2 separate regions of the Oryctolagus cuniculus genome follow, and region 1 is linked to region 2. Evidence: chromatin contacts called from public Micro-C data. All regions are on one chromosome and are shown on one strand. Each heading gives the region's core, a stretch centred on a gene start, on an enhancer-like site or on the middle of the called end of the contact. The rest is flanking DNA. Distances are from core to core; before and after follow the strand shown.

Region 1 (6,591 bases), core at 3,337-5,836, 880 kb after region 2:
AGAAGTCTCAAGAGGATAAAACCCAGGCGCTTTTAAAATCTGTGCCACATTTATACTGTTTCCACCACATTACACACCAAAAAAAGGATAAGAATGTCGTGTCTCAGCAGCTTATATCCCCACCTGCAGCCCCAGCATCCCTTATGGAGGCTGGTTCAAGTCTCAAGTCTCAGCTGCTCCACTTCCAGTCCAGCTCCCTAATACTGTGCCTCGAAAGGCAGCAGAAAATGAACTATGTGCTTGGGCCCCTACATCCATGTGGGAGACCCAGAAGCAGCTCCTGGCTGCTGGCTTTGGCCTGGCCCAGCCCTAGACATTGCATCCATTTTGGGAGTGAACCAGCAGATGGAAGACCTCTCCCTCTATCCTTCTCCCTCTCTCTCTAACTCTAACTTTCAAAGAAATAAAATAGATCTTTTAAAAAAGTAGTCACAGGGCTGGTGCTGTGGCATAGCAGGTGAAGCCACCGCCTGCAGTGCCAGCATCCTATATGGGCACCAGTTTGAGACCCGGTTGCTCCACTTCCTATCCAGCTCTCTGCTATGGCCTGGGAAAGCAGTAGAAGATGGCCCAAATCCTTGGGCCCCTGCACCCACGTGGGAGACCTGGAAGAGGCTACTGGCTCCTGGCTTTGGATCAGCGCAGCTCCGGCTGTTGTAGCCAACTGGGAAGTGAATCAGCGGATGGAAGACCTCTCTCTCTCTGTCTCTGCCTCTCCTTCTCTCTCTGTGTAACTCTGACTTTCAAAGTAAATAAATAAATCTTTAAAAAATAAATAAATAAAGCAGTCACTTAAATTCAATAATATAATTCCTTTAGAATAATTTTAAAAATTACAATACCTTGCTACTAATTCTGGAAATTCCTTTGTAATCTGCTTTATTAAATAAACAATAAACCATTCATCCTCAATGTTATCCCCAAACTTTGTCATACCGAAGATATGAGCAGGAACATCTCCTAAAAACAAGAGGAAAGCAACTATATAACTAGATAAATAAACATACATTTGATCATTCCATTGAATAAAATGTTCACTGACTATGTTCCAAGTATTATACTGGGACCTGGGCTGCAATCCTGAACAAGACATAAGATGCCTACCCTTGAGGAGCTTGGGTCTCAAACAAGAGATAGACAACGAAAATCATCTCGAAACAAGACGACGAACTCTAGAACAAAGTATGCACAAAGGGCAATGTGAGCATAAAGGAGGTGGTATTCGAGCTATGCTCTCCTGGGGGAATGACCAGAGGTGAGTTCTCCAGGGAGAAGAGTATGTGCAAAGGCACAGAGGTATAATAGGCAGCTGAATATTCTGGGAATATCAGGAAGCTACAGTTACATGGAACAGAAATTTCAGAACAAGTATGCTATCTACAAATACACAGAAATGAAACACACTTTAAACAAATGAGTCAGAGAAGAAATCACGAGGGAAAGTAGAAAATACCGTTTTTCTAATTTAATGAATGCATTTTTACATAGATGCAACTTTAGGAATGCAGTGGTTCTTTCCCTCAAGCCCCTCACCCCGCTCCCTTCCCGAAAATATCTTAAGACAAATGAAAACAAAAGCACAATTTACCAAAACTTACAAAATTTGATGGAAGCAGTGCTAAAATAGAAATATATAGTTGTGAAAGATCTCAAATCAACAACTTAATTTTACACCTCAAAGAACTAGAAAAAGAACAAACAAAACCCAGGATTATCCAGGGTTATTATATTTAACCCAGGATTATTATAATGAAATAATAACGATTACAGAAGATAAAAGAAACAGAAATGAAAAATAATAGAAAAACAAAGTTGAGGGTTTTTATATACTACATCAACAAAATAAACTATTAACTAGAGTAATTTGTTGTTTTTAAACAAAGACTCAAATAACTGAAACCAAAAGTGAAAGAAGGGACATTAACAACCTGTGCCACACAAACAACAAGAATTAAAAGAGAATACGATGAACAACTATATGCTGACAAACTGGATGACCTAGGAGAAACAGACACGTTTCTAAAAACACACAATCAATCAAATCTGGATCATGAAGAAATAAAAATCTGACCCAATCTGTAACTAGTAAAGAGATGGAATCAATAATCAAAGACCTCCTAACAAAGAAATGCCCTGGACCAGATGGTTTCACTGGAAATGTTGAGTCCTGGCCACTCCACTCTCTGCTAATGTACCTGAGAAGGCAGTGGAAGGTGGCCCAAAGGAGAACTTGATGGAATCCCAGGCTCTGGGCTTCAGCATGTCCCAAAACTGGCAGTTATAGCCATTTGGGGAATGAACCAGCAGATGGAAGATCTCTCTCTCTCTCTCTTCTTTGTCTTTCCCTCTGCCTCTGACATTCTGCCTTCCGAATAAACAAACAGTCTCTCAAATAAAGGAAAGTAGCAAAAAATAAACAGTAGGGAAGACACTTAGCAATAACAGATCTGCATGAAACCGAGAGACCGACTGTCAGTCTGACAAGAGTGCAGGCTCCTGATCTCAACCAGGTGCCCTCATACATCACTATGTGATCAAGCCGTCAAGCCTTGGCCACCGCCCACGACTCACTCTCATAAAGCTGTAAGCAGCCACAGAACACAGCGCTATATTTTGCCAAATATTGGATCTCAAACACCACAACACAGGGCAGCAGTGAAGGAAACTCAAAATGCTTCCTCCTGGCAAATCATGGTCAGAAAGCATAGCTATTTCTCTTTGCAAGTCAGGAAAAGCTGTTCCTAGATCCTCACCAAAACAACTCAGGAAGACTGAGTAATAGTAAAAGGACTCTGATTAAGGAAGCCAAATGTCTGAACCTGATTTATCTGTGTACGTAGATATATTATGGCATAATAAAGTAATTTTCAAAACAATGGGCATGGATGTAGTAATGTTTAGTATATGACAGTTCTTAAGGTAATAACTATTAGAAAGTTTTCATCAATATGAATAAAACAAAAAAATTTTAAGTTTAAGGGTTCAAATATATATGAGAAAGCATCATTAATCTAAAAAATTAAGGATACAATTCTCTTCTTGACAACGCTGAATGAGGTATGGGTGATTTTTTTTTACCTTTCCCAGGTTTATATCTGAGATTGAAAGGTTGATTCTGCCAGATATAGGAGACCAGCATGGGAGCAAACTGGGTCATGATCCTTTCAATAGACTTCTCAAGAATCTCTTTATGCTTTTCTGGGTCCCTTCGTTCATCTGGTATCAGGAACAGGCGGTACTCCACTGTGTCTTCCACGGTGGCAAGCTTCATGTTTTCCTCCATTTTTTGAAAACTATGTTTAAAGTTTCAATAATATAAATCACAGACATAGAAAAATGTTGGCTGTTTTCCAAAATTCAATTATCCACAAACCATCATCATAGCTTTTGCCTTGACCATGTACCACCTACAGTAACATTTATTTAATGACATTTATTCAATGACATTTTATATTTAAAAATGTTCTTTATATATGAAAGTATGTTAAACTTTGGTATAATGTAATGAGCAAAAACGCAGGATCACATTCCCAAATTAACAGTCCGTAACACTAAAATTTTACACGTTTGCCCTTGTGCTAGCAGTGGTGTGGGTTAACACTTTGAGAAGCACTGCACTGGCATTCACTGTTCACATACAACCGTAAGTCCCAGCTCATCACTAATGAGTAGCATGACTTGAGCCACTTCAGTGTTTCTTTCTGGGGCTTTTTAACTGCATGATGGACGTGTCACTCCACCAGTTCTGCTATTTAAGTGCAATAAAGAGCAATCTCTCTTGCTCTGTAGAATCCACCTGTTCCCCTTACGATGGACAGTGTATGGCACAGAAAAACCCAAAACTGCAGAACATTCCGGTCCTGTGTCTCACCCCAAAAATAACTGGCCCAAGACTCTTGCTCCTAGCTGTCTGTCCTAAACGTGCCCCCTTTCCGAGTCTCAGAGGCTGCACCCCGGGATACTACGAGGAACTTTCCTTACAAACAGGCGGCGAGGACCACGCCACCGCAGCGCCGGAACCCTCACCCTGGCTCGGCTTCCTAACGCCCTGAGAAAGAACCTGCACCTTCTATCCCGACGCCGCTCACCACAGTCTGTCCCAATCACCATTCTGCCTTTCAACCTACAGGGACAAATACTTCTGCACACCCACCCCATAACACCAAGCACCCCCTCATCATTCAGACTGCAGTGTATCCGGACTGGAAGAAGCTTGAGGTCACTCGGGCCAACGCCTCACTGTAAATGAGAAAGCCCGGGGCACAGGAACAGAAGCCACCAAGCAGCAGCGGCCCGACCTCTTCGCTCAGCCTACGCTCCCTCCTTCCACCTGACAAAATGAAGTCAAATCCGCTTACGGTTCTAGGGCCTCTTCTGCACCTTCTCTGCGGCGGCACCTTTCCTCGGCCGCTTCTTCTACTGTGTGAGCTGGTCGAGAAGCTGTCACCAGCCGCCACAGCCTGGTCCAGGCTCGGCTACCCGCCGGAGCTCAGGCCAGCCAAAACCGCTTTAAATTAGCGCCCGCTCAGTTTCCGGAACCTTCGGTGTCGTCACTGCCGCGCGTCGGCCGGAGCATTGGGTAGGTGCCCGGCTGTCACGTCACTTCCGCCCCCCACGGGGACGCTGGGAGGTCGGCGGACTGAAGAGGAGGGGATCCTGGGGAGGTGGCAGTCCGGAGTCTAGGCGACGGGGCGAGACGGGGCCGGTAGGTGGCGGGAGGGGGCCGGGCCGGAGCCGGCGGGAGGGCCAGGCCCGGAGGCCCCCACCCTGGCGTGCCCGCCCCGGCCGCGGCTGAGGAGGAGGAGGAGGAGGATGATCTCCAGATACACTCGGAAGGCCGTGCCACAGAGCTTGGAGCTGTGAGTGGACTGCTCAGCCACCCCAGCCGGGGCCGGGGGAGGCTGAGGCGGACTGCGGGCGCTGCGGGGCCCCTTCTTGGCCAGGCCTGCGCTCCTTTCCTTTTCCACGGCTGGGGGGAGAAAAATTCTCTTTGGAATTCGCTTCTCCCAGCCCTGCTGGACGCTGCCCCTTGTCCTTCCGTCTCCAACTGGGGTCCTGTCACTTGCACCTGCCCAACTTCTTGGACTGTAAATTCTGAATTTAGGGACTGGGTTTCCTGAGGCCACAGTCAATGGCCATTTAAGTTGAATCTATCTAGTGCCAGACACCGCGCAAAAGCTGTTTGCATGCATTTAATCCTATCGACAAGGATATTAGATTGGGACTACGGTTTTGCACATTCTACAGATAAAGATCCCAGAAGGAAGTATTGTAGCACGCCACAGACTACACAGCGAGCTGAGAAGCACAAACCTAGTGTAGCTCTTGATTCTGAAGCCTGAGGTCTAAACCATCACACACACTGCCGCCCTGTGCAATTACTCAGAAGCCGTGAGGGTCGGTTTTGCTTTTGAGACTTCAGAAATGTATCTGGCTTAAAGACCCAATTCCTCCCACTAGTGAAGTGTACCAAGTAGAGTGTCTTATATTCATTAATGCTTTTCACTTTCAAAAGGATGGACACTTTTTGATAGTTAATAATTACTGTAAAATACACATGATTATAGATTGTTTTTCAGAAAATGAAATTTTTTCAGAAAGGGTACACATTTGAAGATTATATAACCAGGGGCCAGCGTTGTTAAGCTGCCACCTGCAATGCAGGCATCCTGGCTGCTCCACTTCCTATCCAGCTCCCTGCTAATGCACTTGGGAAAGCAGTGGAAAATGGCCCCAAGGCCTTGGGCCCCTGCATATTCACATGGGAGACCCAGAAGAAGCTTCAGCCTGGCCCTGGCCCACCCCCAGCCATTGCAGCCATTTGTAGAGTGAACCAGTGGATGGAAGATTCTCTCTCTCTCTCTCTCTCTCTCTCTAACAATGCCTTTCAAATAAATAAATTCTAAAAAATAAAAGATTATATAATTATAGCAACCATACATTTATTGTTTAAAAAGACTTTATTATTTATTGAAAGGCAGAGTGTTAGAAAAAAAGAGAGAGAGATCTGTCCGCTGGTTCACTCCCCAAATGACCTCAGCAGCCAGGGCTAAGCCATGCAGAAGCCAGGAGCCAGAGCCAGGGACTTCATCTGGGTCCCATGTGGGTGGCAGGAGCCGTAATCTGCTGCTTCCCAGCTGCAGTAGTCGAAAGCTGGATGCGAATCAGAGGTGGACTTAATCCCAGGTGTCCTGATGACAGGATGTGGGCATGCCAGGAGCAGCTTGACCTGGTGTCCATGATGCTCACCATGCATTTTAGTTAAATCCTGACAATCCATGGTAATAGTAAGCGTATTATGTTTCTGGCTAGGCTCTTTTCTAGCCATGTGATTTGTAGGCAAATTACTTAAAGCCGAGCCTTCATTTCTGCCATGTGAGAAAAGCACATCTAAGTGACTGGGTCAGGATTAATACATAATAGGCTGCAGGAAATGGTGATTTCCTTGTCCCTTCTCACCTTTACTTGGGACAATAGACATACAATAGACAAAGAAAATAAGGCTAACCACACTCCTTGCCTTTCAGAACCTTAGTATCTGTTAAGAAATAAGATTTCTACACTATATCAATGCAGATAGTAAGTTCTTCA
Region 2 (7,321 bases), core at 33-2,532:
AGCTGTGGAATCCTGGGCAAGTCTCTCTGGGACGGCCTCTCATCCACGGAGTGACGACGCTGCTCCTTGCTCTGTCTCCCCAACTCTCTAAACTAAAAGGCCCTGTGGGCACGGCTGGGACCCGCAGAACCCGTGCCAGCCTCCCATCCTGCTGATGAGCAAGGCCAGCTCAGGAGGGTCCGCGGGTGGCGGTCAGGCCGAGCGAGCCCGGCGTTCCCAGGGCCTGCTGTGAGCCAGGCCAGCGCCGGCACGTTTGTTTGAAGGGGTTCTGGGTGAAGTGAGGGGATGAGGGGAGACAAGCTCGCTACTCCGCGCACGGCTTGGGAGTTTTCAGTCCAGGGTCGCGCAGCAGCCGCCCCTAGGGCCCACCCCACCCAGGGCCCTCAGCCCCGAAGTCCATCCTAGGGCGCGAGGGGCCAGGACTCAGGACGGCCGTCCCGGCGGTGGCGTGGAGGGGGCAAACACGCAGGCTCCTGATTCGGGAGGCTGGTCCCTGGCCCTGCCCAACAGACGTGCGGGGGAGCGAAGACATGGAGGCACCTCTCCAGGGCGCCCGAGAGGCGAAAATCTTTCTCTCGAGAGCCCTTTCTCTCCCTCAGAGAAGTTATGTTTATTTCCCTAACTGTAATATTTCCCAGGCCGGCAACTGGCCCTGGGCCACCCAAAGGACCCTTGGGAGAAGTAGTTCGAGTTTGCTCCCCGGTAAGCTCCAAGAGCCCCGTCCGCCAGCGCATCGCATCCTCCAGAGTGTCAGATCCCACAGCGGTCTGCAAGCACCCCGAAAGCCGACGTCCCCGACACCCCGATCTTCAGGCGTCCAGCATCCCAAGCAAGCGAGGGAGGGAAAGACTACACCTCCCAGCAGCCACCGCGCGACGCAGTGCGCAGGCGTAGCCGCGCCTCACCACCCCTCCCCCTCCCCCAACTGCTCCCGTCGGTCCGTTCCCGTATTCCCCCCTTCAGTTCCAATTTCGTCCCTCCGTCTCTCGGCACCTGACACTCACCGCGAACTCGCGGCGTCGGGTACAGCCGCTGTGCCTTCTCCAGGAAGCGGAGGGCCCGGTCGGGCTGGTTGCTCTGGATGGCCTTGAGGGCGATGCTAATACAACGCTCGGCTTCATCCTTGTTGGATTCCATGGCGGAACCAGAGCGCGGAACCAGGGAGGGGGAGGCCGGGCGAGCGAAAGGCTGCGCCAGCCGCCGGCGCGTCGCGGGGCAGGCCGGCGCACAATGATGACATGGCCCTCCGCCCCTCCTTCCCGAGATCTGAGCGAGAGCCGAGCTAGGGCGGAAGCACTACCGTATGTCTTCGAAGAGAGGGACGTTCGGCGTAGGAATTTGTAATAGTGCGTGCCCACATACCTAGGGCTCGAGGTACCACTTCCTTAGAGTTGAGGATGGTTGCAGGTTCCTGGCGGTCATGTCTGTGTTTGAGACGAAGGCATTTATTTTTTCATTGAGCATGTATTTGACGAGTAGTCACTATTTCTGACATAGTTGTAGGATGCCTTCATGCCCCTTACATTCCAGTGTGTGTAGGGCGTGCAGAGACATCCAGTAAGCAGGTATGTTCACACAGTGATGAACGCAGTGAGGACGAATACAGGGGAGGCTGGGGTACTGCTGAGAGCTGTCTTTATCATTAAGAGAAATCACTCAGAGCTTATCTTTTTTTTTTAAAGATTTATTTATTTATTTGGAAGTCAGAGTTACAGAGAAGCAGAGGCAGAGTTGCAGAGAGAGAGGTCTTCCATCAGTTGGTTCACTCCCCAAATGGTCGCAAAGGCTGGAGCTGGGCTGATCCGAAGCCAGGAGCCAGGAGCTTCCTCCGGGTCTCCCACGCGGGTGCAGGGGCCCAAGGACTTGGGCCATCTTCTACTGCTTTCCCAGGCCATAGCAGAGAGCTGGATCGGAAGTGGAGCAGCTGGGTCTTGAACCAGCACCCATATGGGATGCCAGCACTGCAGGTGGCGGCTTTACCTGCTCCACCATAGCGCTGGCCCCAGCTTATCATCTTTTTTTTTTTTTTTTTTTTTTTTTTTTTTTTTTTTTTTGACAGGCAGAGTGGACAGTGAGAGAGAGAGAGACAGAGAGAAAGGTCTTCCTTTTTCTATTGGTTCACCCTCCAAGTGGTTGTAACGGCCAGCGCACTGCGCCGATCCGAAGGCAGGAGCCAGGTGCTTCCTCCTGGTCTCCCATGTGCAGGGCCCAAGGACCTGGGCCATTTTCCACTGCACTCCCGGGCCACAGCAGAGAGCTGGACTGGAAGAGAAGCAACCGGGACAGAATCCGGCACCCCAACCGGGACTAGAACCCGGTGTCCCGGCGCCGCAGGCAGAGGATTAGCCTAGTGAGCCGCGGCGCCGGCCCCCCAGCTTATCATCTTAAGAGGCACCTGAATTCAGGCAGAAGGAACAGTGGAGTGGGAATTCCCGCGGTGGGTTGTTTCTGGATCAGGAGATGCGCTGCGGGGAGCACACAGGAGGCCACTGCAGAGTGGGTCCGGTTCCTCGTGCAGGCAAGGCAGTCATGTCAAGGTTACCGGGGGCCTCCACGTCGCCAAGTCCACTCACTGGCTATTCCTCGTCCTTCTGTGGGCCTTTTGTGCTGGAAACCACTGTTACCATCCAGGTGAGAGTTAGTGGTCGCTTGGATAAGGTGATGATGGAGAATGGTGAGAAGTGTATTCTGGATATTTCTGGAAGACACAGTCAAGACCACTTGGCTAATCCCAAGCACGTGGGGTGTGAGAGCGTGAGAGGCCCGAGCATGACTGTAACTGGAAGCGCAGAATTCCCGTTCATTCACGCTGGGGCAACGGGGGAGCTGAGGGGCAGTTAGGCCCGCTGAGGGGTGGATATGGAGTGTTTGGGGCATCTTAAGTTTGTGATACATCTTACAGTCAGGTGTAGAAGTAGAAAGGAAGTCGTGGATATGAAGGGTTTAGGAAGAAGCTGTAGCAGGAAGTACAGTTTTGGAAGCTGTTATGTATATAAATAGTATTTAAAGCTATCAGACTAGACGCACCAAGGAAGTGCATGTAGACAGAACAGATGTGTGGGTGATCCTGTGCCTGGCTGGGGGATCGCCTGCCTAGCCCACGCAGGAGGTTGACCTGACTGCTGGCAGGGCCACGAGCCCACGCACCTTTCCCCCACCCCCAACCCCATGGAAGGGCCCTGTGATTGCCAATCAGGCAAACAGCTCCCGGGCGTGGCCCAGGCCCATCTGGGCCACCTGGGAGCCTACGTGGCCTTCAAGCTGATTGGAGAAGCATAGCGGCGCCAATATCGCTCTATCCTGTAAAATCAGTGTGGCCCTGAAGTAGCTACGCCCCCTGCCTGCCCTTTAAAAGCTTATGCTTGATCATTAATAAAAAAAACTGGACATGTTCACCGAAACTTGTCTCCGGTGCTTCTTGTTGAAGAACTGCGCCGCCCCACCATCTCGGCAATGTGGACCTCGCGGCTGCGTGGCCGTGGGTGTCCACGTGAACGGCTCTGGCTTCCAGGAGGGGCAGGTCTGGAAGTGGGACGGGGAAAGTCCTGGGGTCAAGGCCGCTCATGCCCGCGCCCACGCCCACGCCCACGCCCTCGCCCTGGAGTCTGGAGAGGTCTGGCTGCCGGCTTCTTGGGGCTCCGCTGCTCCATTACGGAGTAGACGGTGATGGGGACGTTAGCCCCACTCTGAGAGTCAAGTTCGCCAGGAGCCAAGGCCCCAACCTTGTTAATGGGTAACTCCGGGACCGCTTTCAAATGGGCTGCCTGAGCCTGGGAGCTGGACTGCTCCGGCCAGCTGCCGGGGCGGGAGGAGGGCCCTCTCCCGACTGAGTGCTTGGAGCCGGCCTGGGGCCGGGGTCCTCCAGTGCGGGGCACGACTGGGACAGCCGCGCTTTCCTCAGTGTCTACGACGTGACAAAGCCGCCTTTATTTCTTTCTTTATTTGAAAGGCAGAGTGACAGAGAAAAGAGACAAAAAGAGGTCTTCCACCCGCTGGTTCACTCCCTAAATGGCTGCCACAGCCAGGACTGCGACAAGCAGGAGCCAGGAGCCTCTTCCGGGTCTCCCACGTGGGTGCAGGGGCCCAAGCACTTGCGCCAACTTCTGCTGCTGTCCCAGGCACATTAGCAGGGAGCTGGGTTGGAGGCGGCCCAGGATTCGAACTGTGGCTCTGATGCGGGACTCCACTCGCATTGCCGCATGTAGTCTGACTTTTGGCCAGGTTAGGTGGGCTGAGTGCGTGTGGTGGGAACCCTTTTTTTTTTCTCCTGGTATTGATTGCGTGGTGTATTTTGATAAAATGCTCACAGGAAGTTCTATATAATTTTTGTAGGTAGTGAAATACAATTTGTTAAGCATTAGCACTACTAGTAATTACTAAGTAGAATATGAAATTAAAAGTCTTCATAACCTGATCAGATGTATTGCTGAATAAGTCCTTACATTGTAGTATCCTTTTTTTTCTTGGAAATTATTACATTTAAATTCATACTAGAAGGGAATTTTCAGTGTCTTGAACTAAAATATTAGACAGCTCATTGCTATCGCAGAGTAAAACTATATAGATAAGCCTTCATTTAAAAATATACGGATAACTCACCTAAGTAACTGTTTCTCTTCATCATTTTTATAGTTCTATCCCATTCATCCTAACAGGTTTTACAGCGAAGTGATTCTTTAGGTGAATTAGTCCAACTTGATATTCATTAAATAGTATATATCTTTCCTAAATAGTTTCTCCCTGTATGACAGATCAATAAATGACAATCATAAAATTCACAACCTAATGTGTCTTTATATTTACTTCATTAAAAGCTTCCTGTAAAAAAATCTGATTTTTAAATTTGTCTAACAATCAAGTCAACAACAGGAGTCACTGTGCACTTACTCCTCATGTAGGATCTCTGACCTTAATGTGCTGTACATTGAGATTTAATGCTATAGCTAGTACTCAAACAGTATTTTACACTTTGTGTTTCTGTGTGGGAGCAAACTGTTGAAATCTTTACTTAATATATACTAAACTGACCTGTATATAAAGAGAATTGAAAATGAATCTTGATGTGAATGGATGGGGAGAGGGAGCAGGAGAGGGGAGGGTTGTGGGTGGGAGGGAAGTTATGGGGGGAAAAAGCCACTGTAATCCATAAGCTGTACTTTGGAAATTTATATTTATTAAATAAAAGTTAAAAAGAAAATTGAAAAAAATTTGTTTAACAATCGTATTCTTAGTGAAAATGTAAGCTTACAAGTTCCTTCTCAGAGAACACTGGTGTATCAGAGTAGCAGCTGATGAAATTCTACCTGGGTACATGCAGGAGATGTGTAACTACGTACACACATACACGTCTGTGCACAACACGTGGTCTGGAGAGCCTAGCTCGAAGAGCAGCCGCGATCAGACACGCGTAGCTCTGCAAGACCTGCGACTACTGTGTGACCCTTGGTCATGCGTGCAACCTTTCTGTGCCTCGGTCTCTTTATTTGTAAGTGGGAGCTAATATTGACTTGCGAGGGCTAAATGAGATGAAGAGATAATACTCGTTAGTATTAGTCCCCATTCCTTATCACCCATCTCTCCTAACTTGTAGGGTTACTTTAAGTATCAAATAAATGAATGCATGTAAGTTTTTTTTTTTTTTTTTTTTTAAGTAGAAAAACCAATGTTCCTTAACAGTAAAGACAAGGGGTGTAAACTCTAAGCATCTCAAAATGTCAATTTTGCTCATACACTTTTTTTGTCTTCTGCATATTAGTTACAACAAATCAGAGAAAACATGATATTTGTCTTTTTGTGTTGGGACTGGCTTATTTCACTAAGCATAGTCGTTTCCAGTTGCATTCGTTGTCGGAAAGGACAGGATTTCATTCTTTTTTTATGGCTGAGTATTCCATAGTGTACGAATACAATTTTCATTAGTCAATCGGTTGATGGACATCTGGGTTGATTCTGTATCTTAGCTATTGGGAATTGAGCTGCGATAAACATGGGGGTACAGGTAACTCTTTCATATGCTGATTTCATTTTGTTTGGGTAAATTCCCAGGAGTGGGATGGCTGGGTCATGTGGCAGACCTGTCTTCAGCTCTCTGAGGCATCTCCAGCTGTCTTCCACTTCCTCACACCAGCCTCCAGTGTGGGATGCTGGGGTCCTAGGCAGCGGCTTAACCCACTGTACCCAACTCGCCTTGCTTTGAGTTCTTTCGGCGCTGGAGCCTGCCCGCTCCAGGGGTACCCCCCTTCCCTACGCTACATGCTTGGTGCCCTTAGCTTGTGGGCTCCAATCCTGTCTCCAGCTAACCTTGGAGATCTTGCCCTGACATTGCCCGTGGCCTGAGTACACGGCCTGTCCCCAATAAGGGCTCAGTGCCTGTCTGTTAACTGAATCCAACAAGGGAGTGCCGGGCAGGTTTTCCTTTGCTCTTTTGCTCCCCAGTGGCCTCTGCTGTGTGCAAATGTGACCCAGCACAGCCTCCTTTTCAGAAAACTGCAGGCTCTAAATTCTCTCCCGCAATAAACCCTCCTCATGGATTAGCCTGTGGTACATGCCTGCAGGGACGTGCAGTGCACGGGTGTGTGTGTGATGTGGTGTGACGTGGACTGCGGGAACACAGACTTAAGTCAGGGCTGAGCACCAGCGCAGCTTCCGGGGTCCCTGGGCTGGGGACTCTAAGCACAGAAATGATAAAGACCCACTGTGCTGTACAGCGGCAGGCTGTTATGATCCCTATTTTTGGTCTACGGCCATACCACCCTGAACGTGCCCGATCTCCTCTGAGCCCTATTTTTGGTCTCCCTCCATGGTTCCTGGCTCAGACCTCTCTCCCCAGGGCAGGCCACAGAAATTAGAATTTCTCTTCCCCGAGGTAGGTCCTAGAAACTGATCTTTGCCTTTCTGTCTTGGAGCTGGTCACAAAGAAATTCTCTGACCCCTGTTTCAGAAGGGCCCTGCCCCATCCCTGGGGGGAAGGAGGGCTGCAGGGGGGCGGGCCCGAAGAATCTGGGCACAGAGGCCTTGCTGGATTTCACTGCGAAGTCTGTTAGCATTAGGTCATATGTGTTTTGTCTAATCACATCTCTGTCTCTCTTTTTTTAAAAAAAAGATTTGTCATTTATTTGAGAGTTACACAGAGAGAGAGAGAGAGGCAGAGAGAGAGGTCATCCGTCTGCTGGTTCACTCCCCAGATGGCTGCAACGGCTGGAGCTGCGCCGATCCGAAGCCGGGAGCCAGGAGCTTCCTCTGAGTCTCCCATACGGGTGCAGGGGCCCAAGGACTTGGACCATCTTCTACTGCTTTCCCAGGTCATTAGCAGAGAGCTGGA

What was found. Hi-C and Micro-C count contacts between places; a contact is called where the count stands out from the background.
Region 1: a Micro-C map of ear pinna shows a contact between it and region 2, with 11 times the contacts expected there. The contact joins the promoter of FAM149B1 here to the promoter of DNAJB12 in region 2. A contact is called at or near these places in 2 of 6 Hi-C or Micro-C datasets (ear pinna and psoas muscle).

What each region holds. Positions count from the first base shown.
Region 1 is chr15:64,319,023-64,325,613 of mOryCun1.1, forward strand. FAM149B1 (family with sequence similarity 149 member B1) reads left to right here and starts at 4,587. Exons shown (of 13, transcript XM_070057839.1): 1 at 4,587-4,705. ECD (ecdysoneless cell cycle regulator) reads right to left here and starts at 4,592. Exons shown (of 15, transcript XM_070057826.1): 1 at 4,359-4,592; 2 at 3,079-3,293; 3 at 843-960. The coding sequence starts at 3,283.
Region 2 is chr15:63,440,817-63,448,137 of mOryCun1.1, forward strand. It overlaps DNAJB12 (DnaJ heat shock protein family (Hsp40) member B12), which reads right to left and starts at 1,283. Exons shown (of 9, transcript XM_051823791.2): 1 at 1,005-1,283. The coding sequence starts at 1,137.